Regions from separate parts of the Mus musculus genome. Here regions 1, 3 and 4 are each linked to region 2. A link is a contact called in public HiChIP or PLAC-seq and promoter capture Hi-C data. All regions are on one chromosome and are shown on one strand. Each heading gives the region's core, a stretch centred on a gene start, on an enhancer-like site or on the middle of the called end of the contact. The rest is flanking DNA. Distances are from core to core; before and after follow the strand shown. Region 1 holds the start of Usp30 (ubiquitin specific peptidase 30). Region 2 holds the start of Srsf9 (serine and arginine-rich splicing factor 9). Region 3 holds the start of Ssh1 (slingshot protein phosphatase 1). Region 4 holds the start of Tmem119 (transmembrane protein 119).

Evidence for each region. Promoter capture Hi-C pulls out the DNA fragments that hold promoters and counts their contacts. HiChIP or PLAC-seq counts read pairs in DNA pulled down with a chosen protein or histone mark.
Region 1: a contact with region 2 is called in a promoter capture Hi-C map of liver, with 2.5 times the contacts expected there. The contact joins the promoter of Usp30 here to the promoter of Srsf9 in region 2. A contact is called at or near these places in 3 of 39 promoter capture datasets (liver and pre-B cells).
Region 3: a contact with region 2 is called in an H3K27ac HiChIP or PLAC-seq map of embryonic stem cells, with 5 times the contacts expected there. The contact joins the promoter of Ssh1 here to the promoter of Srsf9 in region 2. A contact is called at or near these places in 1 of 39 promoter capture datasets (liver) and 1 of 115 datasets of contacts at active chromatin or transcription factors (embryonic stem cells).
Region 4: a promoter capture Hi-C map of cranial neural crest shows a contact between it and region 2. The contact joins the promoter of Tmem119 here to the promoter of Srsf9 in region 2. A contact is called at or near these places in 2 of 39 promoter capture datasets (cranial neural crest and liver).

Annotation. Positions count from the first base shown.
Region 1 is chr5:114,095,301-114,102,330 of GRCm38.p6, forward strand. It overlaps Usp30 (ubiquitin specific peptidase 30), which reads left to right and starts at 5,033. Exons shown (of 13, transcript NM_001033202.3): 1 at 5,033-5,215. The coding sequence starts at 5,133.
Region 2 is chr5:115,322,657-115,328,979 of GRCm38.p6, forward strand. Srsf9 (serine and arginine-rich splicing factor 9) reads left to right here and starts at 4,521. Exons shown (of 4, transcript NM_025573.3): 1 at 4,521-4,843. The coding sequence starts at 4,653.
Region 3 is chr5:113,989,827-113,996,273 of GRCm38.p6, forward strand. Ssh1 (slingshot protein phosphatase 1) reads right to left here and starts at 3,964. Exons shown (of 15, transcript NM_198109.5): 1 at 3,838-3,964. The coding sequence starts at 3,906. Gm52825 (a long non-coding RNA gene) reads left to right here. Exons shown (of 3, transcript XR_003955978.1): 1 at 1-51; 2 at 188-441; 3 at 583-2,408.
Region 4 is chr5:113,798,038-113,804,993 of GRCm38.p6, forward strand. Tmem119 (transmembrane protein 119) reads right to left here and starts at 2,359. Exons shown (of 2, transcript NM_146162.3): 1 at 2,263-2,359. It overlaps Gm42004 (a long non-coding RNA gene), which reads left to right and starts at 2,529. Exons shown (of 5, transcript XR_878692.2): 1 at 2,529-2,614; 2 at 4,595-4,796; 3 at 5,343-5,538.

The sequences.
Region 1 (7,030 bases), core at 3,783-6,282, 1.2 Mb before region 2:
CCCACCGTGACGATAATGGACTGAACCACTGAACGTGTAAGCCAGCCCCAATTAAATGCTGTCCTTATAAGAGTTTCCTTGGGCTGGAGAGATAGCTCAGCTCAAGCGGTTAAGAGCACTGACTCCTCTTCCGAAGGTCCTGAGTTCAAATCCCAGCAACCACATGGTGATTCACAACCATCCATAATGAGGTCTGACTCCCTCTTCTGGTGTGTCTGAAGACAGTTACAATGTACTTACATATAACAATAAATAAATCTTTCTTTCTTTTCTTTTTTTATATAGAGTTGCCTTGGTCATGGTGTCTGTTCACAGCAATGGAAACTTAACTCAGACACTTGTACCCGCCTCCGGCACACCAGGACTTCAGGGATTTCCCCACTCCCATCTAGCATGTATGGGTTCTGGGGAGTCAAACTGTGGCCTTTATGGTTGCAAACCAGTGTTTTACGCACTGACCTTCTCCCTACCCTGTCACGGCTTCCCTTTACCTCATATTTATTTGTCACAGCTTGTTCCACCCATGCTCAAGTCTGCCTCACCTCTGAGGTACACCAGATCCTCTCACCTCTGCCCTACACCAGATCCCTTCACCCCTAAGCTACACCAGATCCCTTCACCTCTACACTACACCAGATCCCCTCATCCCTGCTCTACACCAGATCTCCTCACCCCGTTCTACACTAGTTCCCCTCATCTCTACACTACACCAGATCCTCTCACCCATGCACTACCCAGGTCCTCTCATCTCTGCTCCACACCAGATCCCCTCACCCCTGCTCTACACCAGATCCCCTCACCCTGAGCTACACCAGATCCCCTCACCCCTGCTCTACACCAAATCCCCTCACCCCTGAGCTACACCAGATCCCCTCACCCCTGAGCTACACCAGATCCCCTCATCTCTGCTCTACACCAGATCCCTTCACCCCTGCTCTACACCAGATCCCCTCACCCCTGAGCTACACCAGATCCCCTCATCTCTGCTCCACACCAGATCCCCTCACCCCTGCTCTACACCAGATCCCCTCACCCCTGAGCTACACCAGATCCTCTCATCCCTGCTCTACACCAGATCCCCTCACCCCTGAGCTACACCAGATCCCCTCACCCCTGAGCTACACCAGATCCTCTCATCCCTGCTCTACACCAGATCCCCTCACCCCTGAGCTACACCAGATCCCCTCACCCCTGAGCTACACCAGATCCCCTCATCCCTGCTCCACACCAGATCTCCTCACCCCTGTTCTACACTAGTTCCCCTCATCTCTGCTCCACACCAGATCCCCTCACCCCTGTCTACACCAGATCCCCTCACCCCTGAGCTAACCAGATCCCCTCATCCTTGCTCTACACCAGATCCCCTCACCCCTGAACTACACCAGATCCCCTCACCCCTGAGATACACCAGATCCCCTCATCCCTGCTCTACACCAGATCCCCTCACCCCTGAGCTACACTAGTTCCCCTCATCTCTACACTACACCAGATCCTCTCACCTATGCACTACCCAAGTCCTCTCATCTCTGCTCTACACCAGATCCCCTCACCCCTGAGCTACACCAGATCCCCTCATCCCTGCTCTACACCAGATCCCCTCACCCCTGAGCTACACCAGATCCCCTCATCCCTGCTCTACACCAGATCCCCTCACCCCTGAGCTATACCAGATCCCCTCATCCCTGCTCTACACCAGATCTCCTCACCCCTGTTCTACACTAGTTCCCCTCATCTCTACACTACACCAGATCCTCTCACCCCTGCTCTACACCAGATCCCCTCACCCCTGAGCTACACCAGATCCCCTCACCCCTGTGCTACAGCACCTTTGGCAGCATGATTCCTAGCCACAGCTGAGTGGTTGAGGAGGTACACTTCTGTCCTCAAGGCATCTATTGCTCGGTTGGGGCTGGGATGCATGAAATTCTGGCTTCCATCCCCAGCACTGAATAACACTGGTTATGGTGGTGTGTGCCTAAAATCCCAGCAGTCAGGAAGACCAGGAATCCAAGTTGTTCTTGAGTTTAAGGCCCTGTCTCAGAAAATCATATACATGCATATATGATATAATATGTATGACACAATATGCAAACACTTGTTAGTAACTTCTTCTCAGTTATGGATTCAAATGCTGTTGAGTTATTATGTAACCCTATGATAATTATCTTGGCCAACTGGAAACACTCTTGAAGAGTCTCAGTAGGAACTGTCTATATCAGCTGGCCCTGTGTGTCTTTATTTTTATTTTTTGGTTGTTTGAGACAGGGTTTCTCTGAGCAGTCTGGGCTCTCCTGGGACTCCCTCTGTAGACCAGGCTGGTTTCAAGCTTAAAGATCCATCTGCCTCATCTCCCAAACTTAGAGATTCACCTAACTCTGCCTCCTGAGGGCAGAGATTAAAGGCATGCAGCACTGTGTATCTCAATTAATTTAATTGATATGGGAGACCAAGCCCACTGTGGGTGTTCACATTCTGTAGGCTGGGGCACCTGAACTGTGTCAGAGTAGAAAAGTTAACCTGTGCACCAAGCAAGCAAGGAAGCCTGTGAGCAGTCATATTATTGTTATTACTATTCTTATTAATATTAAAATTTCATCTTTATATTATAATCAATCATTTATCATCATCACTCTACTCTTGACTGTTGGTGTGCTGTGACTTAGTCCCTCAAGTTCTTGCCACTGTGGCTTCCCGACAACATAGAGTATAACTAGGAATTGTAAGCTAAAAGAAACCCCTTTGTTTCCTCAGTTGATTTGCCCAGATACTTTATCCCAGCAGCAGAACTAAAACCAGGACAGATTTCCACTGTACTCCCATGTGTGTTCTCAATGTAACCAGAAGCAAGAACCTGAGCACTTGTGCACTGATGCTTAAAAACAACACTAGTCACAGAAACCAAGAAGTGGGACCTGGGGTAGAGCTCAGCTGGGACAGTGAGCATCCAGCATTCCTGAAGCCTGAGGTTCCGGTTCCCAGGACCGAATGAAAAGTGGCTTTGATGGCACAAACCTTAAATCTCAGTATTCAGGAGGTGGAGGCGGGAGGTTCGGAATATCAAGATCGTCAAACCATGGCCATCAACAAAGAATGAAGTCTGATAGGAACTACACTTCAGATCCACCCTGAAAATGTTATGCTAAATGAAAAAAAGCCAGGCCCAAGGGCCAGATGCTAATGAATTCACACAGCACAGATGTTGAATCCATAAGGATAGAAGATGAAATAGACATCACGGAGAGAAAGAAACAAAAGATCCCTGTTTAATATGTGTGATTCCTGACTGGGGAATTTAAACGTTCTATAGGGAATGTCAGTACGTTGCTCACACTGCTGAGCTTCATACTTATAAACTGGGCCAGTGAGATAGGTCAGCAGGGAGTGGTGCTTGCTGCCAAACATGATAACCTGGGTTTGAACACGCATGGTGGAAGGAGAGAACAGAATTCCTGAGGCTGGTCTCTGACCTCCACATGCAAGTCATGACACATGCCTCCCCAATAATTTTTTAAATTGGCTAAAGATTGTAAGATGGTTCCGTTGCTGTGGAAAACAATCTAGAAGTGTCTAAAAAAAAAGAATTAGCATATAAATCTATAATCTCATTACTTGATATATATCTGGAAGGGCTGAAAACAAGACCAGAAAGAGAGGGTTATGTGCCCGAGTTTATTGCCAAGAAGTGGAAACAACCTGAATGTCCATTGAGACATGGACAGGAGAGAGAAACTAGTACTTACAATGGAATATTACTTTCCTGTAAAAAAAGACTTTATGCCAAGTGAGCTAAGACAGTCACCAAAGAACTCTGAGCGACTCCTGTCCTGAGACAGCCAACCTCAACCTCACAGGAATAGAAATAGAATGGAAATTACTAGAACAGAAGACAGGAAGGGGGAGTTACTCAACACACACAGTTCGGCTTTGAGAAGAGAAATGGTATAAAGATCTGCAGCACATACAGCAGCATGCCCACACAAGAGAGGAATCTAAAAATTCTAACACCTTTTTTATTGTATGTATGACAGAGGGAGATTTGCAGCTGATAAATATCTAGTTTGTTTCCATGTTTTGCTGTTTTAAAGAGTGAATTCACAAACATTTGTGTGGGACTGTTTAGGACTTTGTATAAACCTAATAGAAACAGATTTCTAAGACACTGCATTTTAATTTATTGCATTTGTGTGTCTGTGCACTTGTGTATGCATGTGTATATATGTGTGCACATGTGCATGCAAGTGTATGTGCATGTGTTTGCATGTATTTGTATGTATCTGTATGTTTATAGGTGTGTGTGTGTGCACGCGTGTATATGTGTGCTGTGTGCATGTGAATGCATGCATGTATGTGTATACGTGTATGGGTATATATACTGTGCATATGTGTGCGTATGTGTAGTGTGCATGTGTATATATATACGTGTGTGTGTGCGTGTGCATGTGTGCACATATGCATGTGTGTGTATTGTGAAGTGTGCATCTATGTATAAATGTGCATGCGTGTGTGCAGGTGTATGTGTGTGCATATACGAGTGTAAGTGCAGGCATATGCATGTGTATGTGTGCATGTGTTTGTGCGCGCGCGCGTGTGTGTGTGTTGCGCACCACAGCACACATAGGAAGGTCCTGATAACTTTGGTTCTCTTCTACTGTATGGTTCTGGGCACTGAACTCAGGGTGTGAGATTTGGGGGCAGCTGTTTTTACCTACAGAGCCATCTTGCTAACCCCACATTTTAAAAAATCAAAGCTAGAGCCATCTATTTTTAAATTTTCCAGTTTAATAACAGCCTTTCCACATGAACCAAGCTCCGTCCTGGAGGCGGAGCAAATGCGAAGGCTCATAGCTTCCGAAGTGGTCCCCGGGCCCCGGGAAACCTCCCTTAGCAACGAATCAGGCTGCGGTTGCTAGGAGCAAAGGAACCGGGGAGGGGTCGTCCGTTCACTATTTCAGTCCGGTGTGACTAACTTCCGGTCCGTCCTCCTGGCTTCTTCCCCCCTCCGCCGAAGCGGGGTCGCCACCGCGGGTTCCTCCACTTTGCGAGCCTCCTGTCTTGGGCTCCTCATTCCGCTGCGGCGGGCGGGCGAGCGGGGGGCGGCGGCGGCAGCGGTAGCGGCGGCGGCAGCGAGCGCGATGCTAAGTTCCCGGGCGCAGGCGGCGAGGACGGCGGCCGACAAGGCCCTGCAGCGCTTCCTGCGCACCGGGGCGGCCGTCAGGTGAGTGGGTGGGGGTGCGGGGTGGCGGTGGCGGCCGCAGGGCCTCCAGGCCTGCGCGGACCCGGCCGAGGCGGAGGCCGCGGCCCGGCGTCGCCTCCTCGTCCCTGCTGTGGCCGCGGCCTGCGACGCCCCGCAGCCCCTCGCGGTGACCCCAGACTCGGGCTCCGGGCACACAATCTGCACGCCGCTGCTCCCCCGCAGTTTGTCAGATGCCGGTCTCCCACCTCTGCCATGCTGGAGATTCTCACTTCTGCATCCCAAACCGCTCCGGTTCCCAAGCTTCCGAAGGCTCCCAGCCGCTGAGCTCCCCAGGCTGTGACAATTCCAGGCTCTTCGTTCCTGCTAGGACCCCCGTCTGCACCCCAGCCCGGTTGATCTTCCCAAGGCCTGGGGCCACACCCCCGTTGCTCACCCTGACTGCTGGGACCTGTTGCTTGGGTTGGCTACCTTGGATACCGGGGCAGGTCTAACAGCATCTTATCCGGCTCTGAAGCCCCCCACCCCGTGTTTATTCCGCCCAGCGGCCCTATTTTACCAGGTGGGAAGGAAGGCTTGATTGGGCCTTGCGGCCTAACAGCTGACCTGAGAGCAGGGCTGGTGGCCAGCTTAATCTCACCCTCAGGCTCACGTACCGTCTTCATGGTACGGTTCTGCAGAAGAACTAGTCAATCAACACCATGCCTCGGTTTCCCTCGTTGAGTGTGTGCCGAGCAGGTGTGCTGTAACTGGCCCCCTCCTTCTCCCGCTGACTGCTTTTTAAGCCAAGGTCTGTGCACATTCTATGGACTCACCCTGGAAGAACAAAAAGATTTGAAACTGGTAATTAGCTGTGACATCGGAGAATGCTGGCCGTTGTCTGACGATTGCTGTTGTCACTAGTGATCCTTTTCAGGGAGTGTTTATTCAGCTGAGACCAATATTCATGCAGGCAGAATTAGGGGGACAGATCTTAGTGGTAGAGCATTTGTCTGTCCTGCATAAGGCCCTAGCTAGGGTCAGTCCCTGGTACCAGGGGAGGTGATCAACTTCATATAGTCCAAGCATTAGGTAAGAACGTATTACACACATGTCCACATGCAACATATATGTGGGTACATGTTACACACACGTTGCACGTATGTGTGGGTTGCCTTACTTGGAGATACAGAACTTTGTATAAAATTGTGTTTTGAATTACTGCTGCAGTTTTCTTAATTGTGGGAAAAAAGAATAGTGTCCACCTTCAAGTCTAGCCTGGAACGAAGAAATCTTTAATCGTATGAACATATAGATGTCCTCTTGTGGTATTGTTTCGTATTCTCAAAGAGAAATCCATTTTTAAAGCCAGGCCTGGTGCCACCGCTCTGTCACGAATTGCTCATGAGCCAGGAGGACTCTTGAGTTCAGAGCCAGCCTGAGCAACAACAACAACAACAACAACAAAACCCTAATTAAGTAAATAGGGAGAGCTTGGGGAGATGGTTCAGGTGTTCGACTGCCTATTGCATAAGCAACAAATGTGAAAACCAGAGTTGAGGTCACCAGAAGCCATGCGAGCACCAGGTGGCCTGGCATATTTCCTGCATCGGGAGGGAAGAAGCATGAGAGAGTGATGAGCTGTGCCAATGAGCTCTGGGCTCCCCACCCGAATGAACAAGCTACAGAGTGGTGACAAGGACTCCCAGTGTCCCTCCCCCTCCCCCATTTTCTAGTTAAGTGCTCAAGTATCCCAAATTCCAAGGCAAGGTCTTATTGGTACATATTACCTTAGATTTCAAGCTTGCTGGTTGGAGGGCTTATTTTGATGTAACATGTCACCTTCCTGCCACTGTCTGT
Region 2 (6,323 bases), core at 3,271-5,770:
AAAAAAAAATTTTAAAAAAAGTTAAAAAAAAAAAGGAGAAAATCAAGGGGGAAAGGCCCCTTGTGGGTGGGACCATCTCTGGGCTGGTAGTCTTGGTTCACTAAGAAAGCAGGCTGAGCAAGCCAGGTGAGGCAAGCCAGTAAAGAGCATCCCTCCATGACTCTGCATCAGCTCCTGCTTCCTTACCTGCTTGAGTTCCAGTCCTGACTTCCTTGGTGATCAACAGCAGTATGGAAGTGTAAGCTGAATAAACCCTTTCCTCCCCAACTTGCTTCTTGGTCATGATGTTTGTGCAGGAATAGAAACCCTGACTAAGACACGGAGCTTTTAGGGTCCCACTTGAGGTTTAATAATAAAGACACAGAGACATCTATATAGTTTGGAGCTGTTGGCCTGTTTGCTGGGGCAGTTTCTCAGGTTCCCCAGATAACGGAACACGACTTCTCTGTCCCTGAGTCTCTCCACGTGGTTCTCAGTGTCCTACATCCTTCCCACCAGCTTCTCTCCTCCTGGTCTTCATGGTCCTCCTGCCCCAGCCTCAGCCAACAGCTCCTTATTCTACAAAAAGCCATATTTATTCATCCTTATTCACCCAGTCTGAACCGACCGGCAACAGGACATCACCTGGTGCTTCTCTCTGTGTTGCCCTTTGGCATAGCGGGTTACTCAACCTTTACCGCCATGGCTGCTTGCTTTTTTAACATGATTATTTGCAGGGGATTGTCCTCTGAACAGGTGAGGAAGGACAAGCATTTACTTATAGAAAGCAGGTGATGGGTCAGAGAAATGATAATACCAAATATCCTGCCGGCACATGGCTCTGCCTGCATAGCAATTAACAACTGAAAACACCGGGGCAGACCTACATAGTCATGTGATTAAATGTGTGTGTATGTAGGGGGGTAGATTACCCCAACATCCAGGGTAGGTCAGGCCAGAAACTGGTGGGGCCTGGTTCTTTCCTTTCACCATGTGGGTCCGGGGGAATAAATTCAAGTTGTTGGAGCTGGCAGCAAGCGACTCCACCCCGAGCCATCTTGGTAGCCTAAGATCTATTTTTTTTAAAAAGCTTATGCCTGTGTACTGTGCATGTGTGTACATGTTTCTATGCATGTGCACATGCGTGTGTGTACATGTATGACTGGCTGCTGGGAGCCCTTGGCCCACCTGTCTCGCCTCTCCACCCCTACCCCCCTACCCCCTCTGTCGCTTTCACTGTAGCTCTTCACTTAAGGCTCTAGAAGCTGAGCCTGGGTTTTATGCTTGCATGGCAAGCATTTTACCACTTAAGCCAACTCTCCGGAGCCTCCCCTCAGGGGTTCTTAAACATGGGAGGCAGCACCCCAAGGTGGTCTCAAGGGTCTTACCCTTCACTAAACTACTTTACCTGACTGCTTCAGAGCAACTGCCTGGTCAGAAAACACGGCCTAATTTAAATCCAAAGATGGTGACTAATGAGATCAATAGATGTTTCCCTGTCTACAATCTGTGCCTTAGCAGAGTGTGAACAGGAAGCCAGGTTTTGGTCTGATTTGTGTTGGAATCTACAAAAAGTCAGGATCTGGCTTTACAGGAACAAAATCCTCCACCTTTAAGTTCCACACCGGGTCCTAACTGTCTCCTAACAATTTAGCCAATCCTAAGTTTTTCCATCTGGAGTCCTTCCTATCAGCTGACTCCTCTCTCTCTCTCTCTAGGATACTACCAAGTTTTCTCCAATAGCAAAACCAGAAATCTTTGCAATACTACATGGAAATGATAATTGAGAAACATTAATACATCTAAGTATACTCTGAAAAATTTAGATTTTTTTTAAACAATGTTTTGTTTTTAAAGATTTATTTATTTATTATATGTAAGTACACTGTAGCTGTCCTCAGACACTCCAGAAGAGGGCATCAGATTTCATTACGGATGGTTGTGAGCCACCATGTGGTTGCTGGGATTTGAACTCAGGACCTTCAGAAGAGCAGTCGGCGCTCTTAACCACTGAGCCATCTTGCCAGCCCAAATTTAGATTTTTTAATGCCTTTTTTTTTTTTTTTTGAGACAGTATCTCACTCACTATATAGCCTCAGCTGGCCTTGAACTCACTATGTAGAGCATCCTGCCTCTGCTTCCCAAGTACAGAAATTAAGGGTGTGTGTCACCATGCCCTCTGGGGAGAGCTTTAAAAACATACACTTAGATTCGAGATTCCATCTGGCCAGGGGTCTTCCCAGTTTGCCTTTGGGGCCTGGTAAGAGCAGTCAGAAGCGTTGCATATCCCAGACGCAAGACGCAGTCATATCTGAGAGGCCATTTATTGCACTTTATTCTACTTATAAAACCGAGTACAGGCTAATTACAATTTGGTAAACACAGAAAAGTACAAAAATAGAGGATTGTTGCCATCAGCAGATGTCTTACCCAAATATAGGAGAGGCAAAAATATAGGAGAGGTGAACGCAAGGAGGTAGCTCCACAGACGGAAGATTTTACTTTTACGCTGACATCTTAGCATTTAGTTAGGTTTTTGTTTTGTTTTGCTTTTCTGATGTAGGCTGGGTTGCCCTCAAACTCCATGTATTGCTGAAGGTGACCTTCTCCACCCACATCCTTTGAAAAGTTTCTATGCTTTTGGGTAATAAGCAATACCTAGTTATATGTATCTTTGTTTTGTTTTGTTTTTTCCAGACAGGGTTTCTCTGTGTAGCCCTGGCTGTCCTGGAACTCACTCTGTAGACCAGGCTGGCCTCGAACTCAGAAATCTGCCTGCCTCTGCCTCCCGAGTGCTGGGATTAAAGGTGTGCACCACCACCGCCTGGCTTTTTTTTTTTTTCTTGTATATTTTCTTCATTTATATTTCAAATGCTATCCCAAAAGTCCCCTATACACCACCCCACCCCCCTGCTTTTTTTTTTTTAAGACAGTTTTTCTCTGTGCCTCCTTGGCTGTCTTGGGATTAGCTCTGCACACTTGGCTGGCCTTAAATTCACAGAGATCCACCTGCCTTTTTTTTTTTCTCTAACTACACAGAATACAAGGATAAACATAAAGATATGTAATTTGAGGCTTTTGGGTTTTTTGTTTCTAAAGATTTATTGTATGTTCATTGGTGTTTTTGCCTGTATGTCTGTCTGTGTGAGGGTGGCAATCTCCTGGAACTGGAGTTACAGACAGCTGTGAGCTGCCATGTAGGTACTGGGTATTGAACTCAGGTCCTTTGGAAGAGCAGTCAAGGCTCTTAATCACTGGCACCATCTCTCCAGCCCCTGGACATATTGTTTTATGGTGTAGCCTTAGGCTGGGATCCAAAAATCTTACAGAGAACAAATGAAACAACAACCGAGCTGCCTAGGGTTACAGCTCTCTATCATCTTGCTATCTTTGCCTTATATCCCTCCAGGCATCTAGGTTTGAATAGTTTTTCAGGGTAGGATCTCAGTAAGTTGTTGTCAAGGCTAGCCTAGAATTTTAAAGTCTCTCACCTTAGCCTCAGGAGAGTGAGATTTACTGGCATGCATTCCCACTCACTGTTTTGTTTGGTGAGGTTGTTCTATAGTTTAGAATGCACAAATAGGCAAACTCTACAGTGATGCTTGTGGTGATATGAAATAATACATGCGTATCCTCCACAGATTCTCTTTTCTCTCTCTTTCTTGGAGACAGGGTAGCTGTGAAGTTTCAAACCCGGGATGATCCGCTGAGGTGCCTATATAAGATACCAAAGCAGACCTGGTCTCCAGCTTCTGGCATCCTCCAGTCCTTATCTGTTACAGGGTTTGGCTGACATACCCCGCCCTCCAGGCCAGGGGCTAGGCTGCCCTTCCCCTAGAGGCTCTTCCCTATATAATCCAGACATCTTGACTACCTTCCTCTTTTTACACCTTTTGACCTTCTGACTGCAGGATCTGTTTCCCCTCTCCTTCCCGCCTCTCCTCACAGGGCCCAGTTCTGCCTGGTCTCGTCCCCTTCTGGACTCTCCTAGATGGCCTCCCTCTGAGTATAGTATGCTCTCCCACATACCTACAATAAACCTTCTTCTCCACTATACCTTTTATTTCTCTATGTAAACCAGGCTGGCCTTGAACTCATGGAGATAGTTGCTCCTGCCTCTGTCCGGGTTCGGAGTGTTGGAACGAAAGGTTTGCGCATCCACTCTCCATTCTCCAGAAACTCGGACAACCAAGCTTTGGCGACCATCTCAGGCTTACACCTCGGGTCTAAGGGACGACTACAGACCTGAGACCGAGGGCCAGGATAGCCCAGCGCTGGGCAGTCTGAGGGCTTCTGTGGGGTCCGCGTCCTTCTCCTCAGAAGGACAGCCCCAAGCTTAGTGACCTACCAGCTTAGGAGGCGCTCGGGTCCCACCTCCGGGAACCTTCCGCTCGCATCTCTAGGGAGAGACCCCGCCCTCTGCGCAAGCGCACCTCGCGGCGGCGGCTACCCCTTTAAGATCGCTTTAAAAATCCTCCGACCGCCGCCCCCTCCCGCCCCCGCTTCCTCACGGCTTCCGCGCCGCGTTCCCACAATGCAGTGCGGCTGAGCGCCTCGGGAGCCCGCGGGGGAGGCTGCGGCGGGGGGCCCCGGGCTGAGGAGGCGGCGTCGGCGGCGGAGGCGGCTGCGACGGGACGTGGGCTGCGGCGGGCCCGCGGCGTCGGCCGGTGCGGATGTCGTCGGGCTGGGCGGACGAGCGCGGCGGCGAGGGCGACGGGCGCATCTACGTGGGCAACCTTCCGTCCGACGTGCGCGAGAAGGACCTCGAGGACTTGTTCTACAAGTACGGCCGCATCCGCGAGATCGAGCTCAAGAACCGGCACGGCCTCGTGCCCTTCGCCTTCGTGCGCTTCGAGGACCCGCGGTGAGGATTCCGCCGGCGGCTCGCCCCATCTCCGCCGGGCCCGGCCTCCCCTCCCCTCCCCCAGCGCCTTCCCCTCCCCCTCCCCGCCGTGCTGACCCCTCGCGGCGCCCCCCCCCCACCCCCGGCTGGAGGCGGCTTTGCCTGGTGTCACTTCCTTCAATCGGAAGGCTCCAGCCCGCCCGACTTGCCCCCGAGGAGGGTAAAAACCAGCGCGCTCTGCCCAGCCCTCGAGTTTGGGAAAAGCACCCTAACGGGAAGCACCCCGAAATGAGGGAAGCGCGGGGCTCGGGTCCCCCGAACCGACCCTGCAGAGGACTCGGCCGAAGGCGACAGTCGCCCATCCCGCCCCCTCCTCCCGAGTCCGGGTTCGGGTCTGTGGGTGGGGGTGGCCCTCGCCGTTACCGGGGAACAGACGGCGTTGGCGGGGACCACAGGTTGCCTTGGGCGGCTGAAAAGCGGGGTGTCTGGAGCCAGCCCTCACTTGGGCGCCCCACCGAGCCTAGTTCTAGTAAAGGGGGATCAGATTAAACAGCGGGAGAGAGAGACGGGTGGGGGGTTAGCATCTCTGATTTCATTCCCCTCTAATGAGGGAAGTTAATTCCCCGCCAGAAGCCAGAAGTTAATTGTAGCAGGGATGTGGAAAAGCTAGGCTCCCCCAAAACCCGCGCCGAAGGATCTTTGATTTTTTTTTTAATTATTATTTTTATTTTTTTTGTGTGTGTGTGCAAATGTCGTGAGCCCTGGGTCAGGAAGAGGCCGGAAAGTATGCTTTAGTTTAGAGATCTCTGCGCCGTTGGCGGTCGTCCCCTTGGGAGGGTCAGTAAGGACCTGTTCCCTGTCTTCTCAGCCTCGTTGGGAGGAGAGCTTCATCTCTGCCTGCCGACCCGGTGTCTCGCCGGCCTGGGTTGGAGATTACGGATTCACAGTAGAAGTACTCCGGACTTCGATGGTTGAAGACTAACCCAGCTTATCCCCTAAGTGTCTTGCAGTTTGCCTCAAAAAATAGACTGAAGCTTTTTTTTTTTTTTTTAAATACAAATGAACGTGAGAAAAATTATGGCCCTAATGAACAGTGCCATTGTGTCTTTAATAGTCAAGTTCTGTGTCAAGTGCCACGCCTCGTGTAGTTAGCGTTTTTCAATAGCCCATGAAGCAGAGGATGCTGACCGTATTTCACACAAAATGCGGATTGTTTAATGCAAGAGGTTAGTAAAGGGATAACAATTGGTAGGTGTTTGGAGAGGATCTAGGTAGGATTTGCACCCCGTAACTACTGTGTGGTGTGACAAAAGACCTATATTCTGCTCTATTTGGGAAGTTTCAAAGAAAGCACTTAAGATTTGATAACTGTTGGATAGGCAGTTATAAATTAACTATAATTTCTCAATTAGAGTTATAAAAGCTTCAAGAGGTAACTTAGATCCTTTACCTACAAATTCTGCTTTTAATCCCTAATACGCCTGACCCTTCCAGTCCATTG
Region 3 (6,447 bases), core at 2,714-5,213, 1.3 Mb before region 2:
TGCCAACCTGATGTGTTGTTCCTCTGAGTCACTCTCGCTCCACATTTTCAGGTTTCCTAATGTTTATCCCTATTTCTGTCTCAGCCGCCTGAGCCGAGCCCCATGGGCTCTGTTTCCCAAGGCTCTTTCAAGCCCTAGACTAGACAACACACTGACTCTGAGTCTTATTCTGGTTTTGTTTTTACAGGAAACGGGATTACCGTCTTAAGAAAACCTATTTCTTTGTGGAGCCAGGCACACCAGCAAGCCCGAGGAATACCACTGAAAAACTCCATCCCAAAGAAGGTCCACACACCTGTCACCCTGGCTACTTAACAGGCTAAGGCAGGGGAACCGTTTGCCCCAGGGATCTGAGAGCAGCCCAGATAACACAGCAAGCGGGCATGTCCAAAACCAAACTGAAACGAAAAGCCACGCCAGACAAGACTTCGGCCATGGAAGGTATCCGGGCATTGAATTCTAAATATCTTAACCCCATCACTACTTACTCCCCTCCCCACCTCTCCTTTCTGGGCAAAAACACAAAATGAGAAGAAAACACAAGGTGGTCCAGGAGGAGTTGGCGTGTTTTTTTTTTTAAAGCACCCACTGTGTGGAAGAGAACATCAGAGCAGTGTGACAGCCAGGACAGACACAAGACTGACTGGGGACCAGCCAGCCAGCCAGAGGTCAAGGGCAGCAGGAACTGGATCCAGAGCTAAGGTAGGAAGGGAACTGGGCAGTATGGGATATACATCAAGAGGAGACCATTTCCACCAAGAATGAGTATTCCATAAGGTGTCCCCCTTATATGAAGAGTCTATGTACAACTTTATAGATGTACACACTGGGAATGGACCGCGTTGGCTCCTGGGCTGTAAAGGAGAAGGGAAAAACCAGGGCAGGCCCCCCACACATTGCAGCACTAGACAGAAGCAAACAGCAGCAGCGGATCACCACATGTAAGGACTCCTTCAATAAGGGCCACTGGGGCATTTTTTTGGAGGGTGCTACTGGCATCTAGTGGGCGGAGCAAGAGGATGCTGCTGAAGGAGAAGCCTCCACCTCTGAGTCTCAGGGTCAGCAGCGAGGCTGAGAAGCCCTGGTCCCAAGTGCCTGGAGACTAGCCTGTGCCCATGAAAAACAGACCTTGCACATTGGTCCAAAACAATGTTGCTATACACCTAGGGGAAACAGTTTATGTATCTCTTTCTCAGCTCCCCTTGATCTCACAAAGGAATTCAATAAGGTCAACAGGAAAAGGACAAATACGAGATAATTAAAGATCCAGAAAGTATGGGGAGGTGATGGGGGACAAAAGTAAGAGGACAAGATTGCTGTGGGACCAAGAGCTGTGATTTCCCTTGGTTTCCCAGGCTTCACTGCTAACCTAGCTCTGTCAGGAAACCGCTGTCTCCCTGACTCATAAAAGAAGTGGCATTTGGATAACAGACTGGGGGAAAGAGGACACGGGCTCCGCAGCCATTGACTTCTTAGTCACCATCTGAGGTTTTCCACTGAAAGGTGATGTAAGGTCAGGAATGCCAGAGAAGCAGAGAGAGACGGCATCATCCCCAAAGAAACAATCCAGGCCCATCCGAAGATCTGACTTGGAGAGAGAGAGGAAGCCAAGTGGGAAAAGGATGGGCGGGAGGCACAGCCAATCGGGATTCCAGTCTCCCAGCACAGGGAGCACCTGCTGTCTACTCTCTCTGCCTTGCTCCTGACCTGGGCACATCGGGAAGGCAGCTTAGCCATCCCAGGAACATCCCAGGTGACAAAGGCATGCTCAAGTTAAAGAAAAGCCATCTGGGATTTTAGGGTTTGTGTGTACTTGCAGGTGTGACTGGTATGTGTTCACATGTGCATGTGTGTGTGTATGTGGCTGCTGGCGATGTCATTGTCTTCCATATTGAGTCAGGGTCTCGCTCACCTTGCCCATTCTTAATTTCACTAGCCTGGCCATGCAGCCTGTACTAGGGGTTTCCTGCCTCCACCTTCCACATTCCTAGGATGTAAAAGTCAAGAGGGCTCTGGGCCTCCTCACACTTTAAACATTGGCTTTCTTCTGGGCTTTCTCTTCTGTTAATTGGTCATTGGGAGATCATCATATAATGATTTAAAATGGAGGCTGGAAGGGGGCTGCAGAAGAGAGCTCCGCAGTTAAAAGCATTTGCTGCTCTTCCAGAGGACCTAAAAGCAGATGCCCAGATCCACAACCTGCAGCTCACAAGCCCCCTGTAAGCCTAGCTCCACAGGATCCAACATCCTCTTCTGGTCTCCGTGGGCACCTGCATATGCCCAGAAGCAGACAGAGAGACAAACGCATGCACACACATGCATACACACCTTAATGTAATTTTTAAAATGTAGGTAGTGTGCGTAGTGCCAGGCACACACAAGGGTCTGGTTCAAACATTTAGTACTAAATAACATTAATAATAATAATAATAATAATAATAAAATGATTTTTAAAATGTCCTAATCAGTGTCCTGAAAAAAATTTACCCCCCATACAATGAATTCTTATAGAAAGGAAAGAAATGATTAGACCCAGTATGGGCAAACCTTGAGACCAGCACGCTTAGAGGGAGAAGCCAGACAGAGGCAACACTGCATATTTCCTGTTATATGAACTACAGCGTAGGCAAATGTAGAGAAGTAGGGGACGCCCCGGGGTGGGGGTGAAGCAAAGACAAGCGGTAACTGAGAAGGGCGGGGCGCTGAAGCTTCGGGACTGAGTGGCTGAGCGGGTGTGTCTACTAACGCTGACTTACATACTTCCAAAAGGTAAAGCCACAGGCTGTGAGTTACATCTCAACTAAAAAAAAAAAGATTAAAAGCCTAAAAATGTGTCTAATACAGGAACTGGAAGCGACCAAGTGTTAAATTCCCATAACATTATGGAAGTTGGCTAGAAATCCAGGCTGAGAGCCAGGTGTGGAAAGCTCTTCTGAACTGACAACATCTGAGACGCAGAGGCAGGGGGCCAGCCACAACTACATGATGAAGGAAGGAAGGAAGGAAGGAAGGAAGGAAGGAAGGAAGAGAATTTCGGCTGCAAAGGCCTGTACTGCCCCTCCCTGCTTCCCTATGCTCCTGTAGTTTCCTAGGAAGAACACAAGATAAAAGGCACTTTGTAAACTGTTGTAGGGGAACCGAGCTGTGTGGGAAGAGAGGCCTTACTACAATCTAACTTCTCAGTTGCCCTGCCTAATTGTGTGCAAAGAGGAGGCAACCAGAACCTTCTGCCTGCAGATAAAACTCATGAAAGAGTCTCAGACAGAAAGGGCCCTGGAGGCTTAACCTCACAGCCATTCTGCAAAGATGCCTGCCAGTCCCCGCAAGACGAGCCCAAAACGCACCAACACGGGCACGCAGGGGTGCTGAGCCAAGTCTCACGCAGACACACAACCCCGGGAGAGGGCCCAGATTCCAGCTGGCAACTTCCTGGGCCTGCGGGGCTAGCCCAGCACAGCGGGGCGTCCCCTGCAGCCGGCTGGGTCATCCGGGGTTTACTCCGAGGCCTTAAGCTCATCAGGGGAAGGGGGTGGGATGAGCCCGGCTGGGGTAGCACAGCCTGGGGCAGGCCGTCCTGAGGACCCGGACGCTCCGGTCCCCATCTACCCCGATTAAGCAGCATGAGCTCAGGCCCCGAGCGGAACCCGAGACCCTGCAGCCCAGAGCCGACCAGAGCCTTTCCTGGTGCCCTGCGATCTGGAAGCATCCCCCCCCGCCCCCCCACCTCCGCGACCCCAGCCCGGCGCATGCTCAGTCACCGGGACGCGGGGACGCCCGCACCCCAAGGGCGGACGCACCTCCGCCTCACACCTTGTGGGAGGGTGCGGCCGGGCTCACCTCGCTGTTGCTTGCGGAGGAAGACGCGGCGCTGGGCGTGGGAGAGCGCTGAAGGGTCACCAAGGCCATCGCGGCGCGGGCCCGGCCCGGGGCCTCCAGCAGCCGGCCGGGCAGCCGCGCCGGGCCCGCCCCTCGCTCCCTCCCTCTTCCCTCCTCCCTCCCGCAAACTCCCCACCCCCCACCCCCTTCCCCGGCTCCGGAGTCCGCCGGGCCCGCAGCGCTCGGGCAGTGATGCGCATGCGCCAGTGACCGGCCTGGGGCGGGCCCCGCCGCGCGGTCACGTCCACTCGCGCGCGCCCCCGCGCTGGCTGCAGCCGCCCGGCCTGGGCCCCTCCTCCGCCGCTAGACTCGCGGGCAGCGTAGGGAAACTGAGGCCTCCGAAGGCAAGGCCAGCAGAGCAAAGCTGCCCAGAGTTTGTAAAAGACTCACTCGTTTATTCTTTCAAGGAAAGTTACTCTGCTCATACAAAGTGCGGGGCCTCCCCCCACCCCACCCCACCCCCGGGACTGTGAAATCCGCTTGCAGAGTTGCTTTGCATAGGATTGGGGTGTAGCCCAGTAGCAGGGTGTCCCGCCGGCCTACTCAAGGTCCTGGATTCCAACGCCTGCACCACCAAGGGCTGATCTAATCTTCGAATTCCTTCTGGTGTCTAGAAACGCAGACTAGTGGGTGGCGAGAGGAAAGGCTTCTCGAAGGAGTAGTACTTGCTAGGAGGCAGGATTTCCGTGAGCTGGACTAACCCACGGAGGGAGAGAGAACTGTGGGCCGGCCAGAAGCTTGCCCGGGGACAGCAGTGGGGATAAGCGGGCGCGTTGCATTGGCTTTGGAAAGGTTGCCAGTGGGCCAGGGTGAGGGACCCCAGCAAGGCGGTACTGGGCAACTTGATAGAAACTTCTCTTTCACAGAGCCCCGACCCCTACTCTGGACCTCTTGTGGTACCCAAGCCTTGCTAATCACAAGTCTCCAGTCCCACTCCATCATCCTCAAAGCCCGAGAGGAAACCTGGCTCCTCCCTGCCTCTTCCACCGTCTTGAGGGTATCAACAGTCTCCATCCTCAAATAAGGATTGTCTTTCTTTTTAAATTTTTATTTATTATTATCTGTGTGTGTGTGTGATATGCGTATGAATACATGCATGAATCAAATTCAGGTCACTAGCCTTAGTGGCAAGGCTCCTTTATGTACCATGTAACCAACCCTTAAAGGGGATTTTCAGTGGGGTTACCCCGCAATGTAAGGAAGTTTCCAGTTGCTCGTATTTAACAGACGCTCCTGCTAAGTGCAAAGAGTCTCGGTTTTTAAAGATCTGAGAATGGCGCCATTAACTGCCCCCTATGTCGACACAAAGCATCCTCTGCATTTTCAGAAGGCAACTATGTCAAAACAGGACTGAGTATACTTTTTGTCTGTGAATTTGGTCCACAGTTTTTCAGCACTAAGTAAGACAGGTTTTGAATGGCAATACCCAGCAGGGCTCCCCTCTGTTTGGAGCTATTCTTTGGCTGATAGATGATCACGAGTGTTCCAGAATGCCAGCTTTGTGTGTGTGTGTGTGTATATCTGTGTATGTGTGTGGGTGTGCATGTGTGTATGAGTGTGTGTATATGTATGTGTATACATATATGTGTGAGTATGTGTGCATATGAGTGTGTGTATGTATGTGTGTGTGAGAACATATGCATGTCACAGTTTGACCACCTGCAGAGGTCAAGACATCTCTGCGGAGTCAGTTTTAAACTCATAAAGTTGTGGATGTCATCAATTAGAGCAGAGACGACCTTCTCAGCCCTCCGGGAGCATCAGGCTCAGGATTCTGAGACTTCCCAGTCTCGAAGCCTGTATGGTCTTCTTATGACTCACATTTGAATGTTTGGGGATCCCCAGAGAAGACAGCCCCTAGAGATGGTGCACTGATTAGTTTTATATCAACTTGACATAAGCAAAAGTCAGAGGAGAGGAGGGCATTTTCTCAATTGAGAAAATACCTCCATAAAATCTGGGCTTGTAGAGCATTTTCTTAATTAGTGATTTTTGGAGGAGGGCCCAACCATTGTGGGTGGTTCTACCCCTGGGCTGGAGGTCCTGGGTTCTATAAGAAAGCATGCTAAGCAAGCCATGGGGAGCAAGCCAGTAAGCAGCACCCCTCCATGGCCTCTGCATCAGTCCCTGCCTCCAGGTTCCTGCCTTGCTTGAGTTCCTGTCCTGACTTCCTTTAGTAATGGGCTATTGTGCCCTCTCCCCAGCTCTGAGCAGGCTAATCAGACCTTAATTGCCACAGTCAGTCTTTCACCAACCTGGGTGGAGTCTTCCGACCAGGGTGGAAGTCTCCTGCCTTGTCCACCAACAGCAGCAGACTGCCGCTGAGCTGCTGATTCTGTTGTACAACAGAATCCAGCCGAAACAAAGGATGGGTCTTTGGGTTTCCCCTATATAAACTGCAGTGCTAAAACTTAAACTTTGAGCCACGATCAGAAATCTTTTGTCTTGGTTTCCTTCTTCCCTTGCAGGCCCTTCCTGTTTCATTCCCAGCCTACCTTTCAGGTGTACCCAGTTCTCCGTGGCCGCTGGACAGATATAGGCTATGATGTGGAAGTGCAAGCCAAACAAACC
Region 4 (6,956 bases), core at 1,109-3,608, 1.5 Mb before region 2:
CTAAGCAAGCGCTCTGTTGCTGAGTCCCGGGCCCCTGCACAGTGATGGGTCCTGATCCCACGGGATTCAGTCCCACAGTGGACACACCCTCATGTTCAAAATGGACAGTGACGTGTTCAAGGACGGACAGGTGATCAGTGACTGGGCTGGGATTTGAATCCTCTCTCAGGTGTGGGCACCCACGTGCTATGACGGTGTGCATGTATGTGCGTGCACATGGAAGCCAGAGGCTAATTTGGGGTACTATCCCCCACCCCCGCCCAGGAGATCTCTCCCTAGGAGTGGAGAATCACAAGTATCTAGGCTGTTCCCTATCCCTGACCTTTCAAGGCTGAGATCTGGGGCACACATGACTAACTATGCCCGGACGATGGGCCTGAACTGGAGTTCGAATTTTTTTTCTTGGCAAGAATTTAACTGACCTAGCATGCTCCCCTTTTTGGGGTGGTGCTGGGAACTGGACTGAGAGCTTTGTGCGTGCTGAACTACACCACAGCCCTGGGTCATCACCCGGGAGACAGAGGCAGGGTTGCACATTCGAAAATCATCCTGAGCTACATATTATGATGTCGTCTAAAAATATGGTTGTGGCTAGTGAGGGCTGTTGCTCCAGAGGGACAGGCCACCGTGACCACAATGCCACAGCACCGGAGAAGTCCTCAGATGCATCAGTTGAAAAGCCACTGGTCTGGCTAGATCTCCCTGGTTCCATCCTGTCTAAATCTGCCAGCTGTCTCCTCTCAATCTCACTTTGCCCATCTGCAAATGGGCAGTGGCAGGATGACTCCACGCTGATACTCAAAGAGCTGTCGGGACTGTGCGAGAGAACATTCTAGAAGTGCCAGCACAGGGTCGGTCCCACAGGAAAGCTAGAACTCAGGAATGGAATGCTGCAGGAGAAGCCAGATTTTTCCCCTCTGCGGATCCACGGCTGTCCTCACTTGTCGTCGTCCCCCCCACCCCCACCCCGCTCCGCATCCCCAGCAAAAGAGCAGAATACACGTGCACACACGTGTGCATGAACACGCACGTGTAGACCGCAATGGGGATCCAAGAAAGCATTGACCTCTCTGTGGCACTTGCAATCAGCCAAAGGGGTGCAGAAGAAGAAGCAGAAACCATTCCTGTCTCTGAAGAACAAGACCCCCTACTCTCAGAACTTCACCCCCCCCCCCAGTCTCTCCTTGCTCCCAGAGAAAGGTAGCAGGTGACTAAACAAGAGGACTCAGGTCTGCATGGAGATGGTCATGGGACCCTTAAATTCTCCAAGCCTCAGTTTCCCCTCTGGGGAACAGAAGAACTGACCTGAACAGGTCTGAAATGATTGCTGATGTGCCAGACGTCCTTTGCCTGCCTGCTCCTATACAAGCACTCAGGATTCGCACCAGAGGGAACTCAGTCAGACTGTAAACAGCCTGCCCAACAGAGAGAGCCCCTGATGGAGAGGTGGCTCAGAACAGCTCGACTATACCCTCCCAAAGGGTTGGGCATGTCAACCCTTTGAGCTCCAGTTTCCACATCTGCGCAATGGGGACAGGTCACAGCAGTGCCTAGCATGTAATAAATGTTAGCAAGTGGATGCACTTGTCCAGTATGCTCTCCCTGCTAGACCCTCTGTCTTAAGAGCTTCTGTTTTAAATTGAGATGTCCATGAATATGCAGATGAGGCGAATCCACCCCGAAGGAAGGACTGGGTACCCAAGGACCTGAGACAGCTAACCCAGAGCCTCTGTTCTACCAGCCCTCACTCAGAAACGGATGGCCAGTGATGGAGAGGCAGGCCACAGAAACCTGGCTTCAATTAGGAGACTGGGGGGGGGGGGGCTGTGGCTGAAACATTGTATGCCTAGCCTATTCCCTCAGGGCCTGCCTGCAAGGACAGGGTCCTGGTCCCTCAAGAAGAGGCTTGGAAGGAGCCTGAGGTCTCAGAGTCTACACATAAGCTCACACACACACACACACACACACACACACACACACAAGTATTCCAAGTGGTGCATCAGACATCCCAAACACAGCCTACCGCAACACACGGGACAATACAAGTTTACACCAGCAGCACACTGGCCCTGGAAACGTCGCCCTGGCACCCTCTCTACATCCCAACTACACGCGTGCCGCCTTCATCCATGCTCACACATCTAATCACATATCTAATCACATGGGTGCTCACGGCCTCAAACACACACACAGATTGCACGCACACTTAGGGATTCTGCGGAGTTCTCCAAGAGTCCCCAGCAGCAGGAGGCAGAGACTTACCAGCTCTGGGTGAAGGACCGGGTGCAGCTGCCAGGTAGGCAAGCCAGGCCCGCTAGACGGTCTGACTGTCTGCCTGCCGTCTGCCGCCAGCTGCTCTGGCTGGTGCCTGCCCGCCTCGGCCTCCAGGCCCTCCCCTTTCCTCCTCCCTGCTGGGCTGGAGGGCCAGCTTGATTTCATTAAGAGGGCTTGGGGTGGGGACAGTGTGGGGCGGGACTATGCCGGGCCACCCACAGTCCCACCCTCTTCACACTCCAAGCTTGCTTCTTCTTGACCTCAGGTCCCCTGGGCAGGCTCAGACAGACTGACAGACAGAGGGGCTTCCAGGAGAACGTTCCCAGAACTCTGAGCTGAGGTCCGTCCCATCCCCCACACTCCCTGAAGGATGAGGTCAGGAAGATCTGGGGCCCCTGGAAGTGGGAAGGAAAAAATCTCCGTGGCGTGGCCCAATCCAGCTGTGACTCAGGATTTCCAAGCTTAGGGTGCAGAGTGGGAGTGGGGGTGTCTCAGGGAAACCTGGGGATGCTGAGATCAGGCACTGCCCGGGCCCTTCCTCCCCTGGCCTCAGTTTCTCCATTCTTAGGGGGTCAGGGTACTCCCTGAGGTACTGACATCCTGAACTCTGAGACCTCACTAAGCCCTAGTAGGGCAGTTTGAGCAGAAGCTATGAGCCCATTCCACAGAAGTGGAGAGGGGGTGGGGAGTTCAAATACCCTGAAGCACCATAGGTAACTGATCCATGGGACCTGGCACTCACTCATTCATTCATCCACTCACTCATTCATCCAGTCATTCACTCACTCATTCATTCATTCACTCACTCATCCACTCATTCATTCATTCACTCATCCACTCACTCATCTACTCACTCATTCATCCACTCACTCATTCACTCACTCATTCATTCATTCACTCACTCATCCTCTCATTCATTCACTCACTCATTCATTCATTCACTCACTCGTCCTCTTATTTATTCACTCACTCACTCATCCACTCATTCATTCATTCACTCACTCATCCACTCACTCATTCATTCACTCACTCATCCACTCACTCACTCATCCACTCATTCATTCATTTACTCATCCACTCACTCATCTACTCACTCACTCATCCACTCATTCATTCACTCACTCATTCACTCATTCATTCATTCACTCACTCATCCTCTCATTCATTCACTCACTCATTCATTCATTCACTCACTCATCCTCTCATTCATTCACTCACTCACTCATCCACTCACTCGTCCTCTCATTCATTCACTCACTCATTCACTCACTCACTCATTCATTCATTCACTCACTCATCCACTCACTCATTAATTCACTCACTCATCCACTCACTCACTCATCCACTCATTCATTCATTCACTCACTCATTCACTTGTTTGTTTCAGTAAATGGCTGACACACCCTGACACTGAAGATCAGACAGAGCTGAGCAGGACCCAGCCAGTCAAGACACAGACACAGACCTGCCTCTAGGAACTCACAGGCTTCTAGAGCTGTGTGCGCCAAGACTCATCACGGGGTGTGAGGTGCCCTTCCACAAACCAGAGAGGGTTCCATGTCAGGAGAGGACCACAGGGGAGCCAGGCAGGGAGGCTAATACACCCTGGAATCTTCTGGGAGTTTCCTACTCGCCTCGGTGACACCCTCGCCTCACCCTCCCTCCTTGTCCAGCAGCAGTGCAAAAGGCTAGGGCAGTCAGCTCAGTGTCCTCTGGCCTCTTCCCTTCCCTGGGTGAAGGCTCGCCAGGGTGACCAAGGACAATCATGTCCTCAGCTAAGGTCTCTGTCCCCACTAGCAATACACAGAAGCCTTCATAACACAATCGCAGAGTAGAACAAAGGTTGGGGTACTGAGAGCCTAGGCCCCAGATCAGGGATCTACACACCTCTGTCTTCTGCCCCAAGGAGGGGAAGGTCCTACCTTGTTGCTAGTTGGGGCTGCTTCCAGCGCTTACGAATGTTCAAGTCCCTCCTGCAACTCTACATAGGGTCTGTGCAGACCCTTGCCTGTTCCCACCCCACCCTACATCCTTTACCTTGCCCCAATGTGATGTCTTTTTCTTCCTTTTCATTTTTCCTTTCTTCCTTTCTTTCCTTCTTTCTTTATTAAAGATTTATTTATTTGTTATTTATATGAGTGCACTGTTGCTGTCTTCAGACACACCAGAAGAGGGCATCAGATCCCATTACAGATGGTCGTGAGCCACCATGTGGTTGGTGGGACTTGAACTCAGGACTTCTGGAAGAGCAGTCAGTGCTCTTAACCACTGAACCACCTCTCCAGCCCCTTTGTTTTCTTTCTTTTTCTTCTCTTTCTAGACAAGAGTGCCCTGCACTCAAGGCTGGCTCAGACTTGACACACAACCAAGTACGTTGTTCTTGAGCTTCTGATGCTCCTGCCTCTACCTCCTGAGTGCTGGGGTTTCAGTGCCTCTGAATGTACTTCATGGGACCCAAGACTGCATGCATGCTGCTGGGCCACTGAGCTGCCTCCAGGTGACAGACTCCTGCTGTGTGACAGGTGGGTACAGGCAGTCTCTCCACTTCACTATGGAAGGCACAATGTTAAGGAAAAGTCTGACCACGCTCAGTGCAGATGTGGTCATTTCTGCTGAGCCCGAGGACGCTAAGCAGCCACACCCTGCCACTTGGGTGACTCCTGCCCTGCAGAGCCTGGTGCTGTGGTGCCTGAACACAGCTCTGCTGGTATTTAAGATATGAGAGAATGATGCTCCAGACCAGAATGGGAAACTGAGGCTCACAGTCAAGTGAGCCCTGGGGTAATGAAAGGCTGGCCAGAGGGCCCCGTCTGATGCACCAAATTCTATTTCCAAACCTCTGAAAGTGACACCGCCAGGCCAGTGGCCCTCCACCTCTGACTGGGCCGTTCCCACAGCATAGCTCCTCTCCTACCTCCGTATGCCTCGGGAAAGGGACTATGGGACCACACCACACACACACACACACACACACACACACACACACACACACACACACACGCATACGCGCGCATAGGTACATCGTTCCTCACCTTGCACTACATCCATAACTTGTAGATGCTCTGCAGGTGCCACTCACGAGGAGAGACAAGGAACACAGCCACAGTACACCACAGCTCTTCTCCTGGGCCACAGCTAAATGTGGCTTCCGGTCAGATGCCAGTGGTCATTCCCTGCCAACCCTCAGATTCCCACCTGAAGACATCCCAAATTCCACTCGTTCTGTGGAAACAGCTGGAGGCTGTGAGCTGGATACCACAAGAGGTAGGAGAACCACAGTAAGGAAGCGAGCCTTAAAGGGATCCCTGGGGACCTCTGACTGCACACGGGTGAGAGCTGGGAGGGGTCGCTCAGGGCTCCATGCAGGGGTTGCACAAGGTTCCATGTGCCATGGGAGTCTAGTCCGGTCCCAGGCTTCCACTGCAGGAAGTAACTACAGAGTTGCCCTCAAAGATAGCGAGAAGGTATTTACGAAGACACAAATGCAAGATGGTTCCCAGCAGCTGGGCAGGATGTGGAAAGGTCCTGAGGTGGTCGAGAGCACACACAGTGCCACGGAGGGAGGCAGCTCTGGAATAGTCTCAGGCCAGCATGGGTGAACCAGGTCAGCAGGGACAAAGAACTTTGCTTGTTTGGGGCCCCGATCTTAACTCTATGTCTGTGTCAGTGGTTCTCCGTCTTCCTAATGCTGTGACCCTTTAATAAGGTTCCTCAGGTTGTGGCGATCCCCCCACCCATAAAACTATTTCCTTGCTACCTCATAACTGTAACTTTGCTATTGTTATAACTCACAATATAAATAGCTGAGATGTAGGATATCTGATATGTGACCCTTTGGGGCTTGCGACCCACAGGTTGAGAACCACTGATCTAGGCCATTGCCTGGAACAAAACGGGGCTCAAAAAATATGGTGCTGGCTGTTTGAATGGGGCCTCTGCCCTCTGATCCTGCGTCTTCAGGCATTGGGCAATTACGGGAGAAGCTCCATCCTTCTTCAGTGTCTCATACCACGTCCCGCGGTTTCTGGGACATGTGTGGGGCCCTGCTGTGGTATCTGTGGGGCGTGGCCAGGCCTGTGGTGTGGAGCACAGGCTGGGCAGTACGCTTGCAACCCATAATTTCAGGGGCCCAGAAAGAGCCAGGGTTTCTGCTCAAACTGAAAACACTTCAGAGACCCTGCCCTGAACCCCTTGCAATTAGCAGCAACACGACCCTGTTCAGCAGCCCTGACCAGTGGAGCTTGGGAGGGCCGGGTAACGCCCTTAGCTTAGGTCTCTACTGAGACTGTTCCTCCTGGCTCCTGCAATGCCAGCCCACCACAGTCCCCAGTCCCAGCCCCTTATGGGTCCAAGGCCACATCTCATTACATAACCCTGAGCACCAGGGCCTGCCATCCAAGCAAAAATAGCTGGGCCTTTCATGTGGCTAGGGAGTCGTGAGCTGCAGCACCACCACAGCCCAAGTCTGGCCTCTGGAGGGTTATCCTGGAGTAGCATCCTGCCTGGGGCTCCCAAGAGGCACGGTAGCTATGTCTGACTGGACCAGAGCTCTGAGGTTGCTATGAAACCAGCCTGGATCTCGGTTTTCTCATCAGAAAACAACCTACATTCACTCATTGCTCATCTGTTTATTGAGCATCTACATGTACCTGGAACTCAGAAAGCAGGGCACAATACAACCA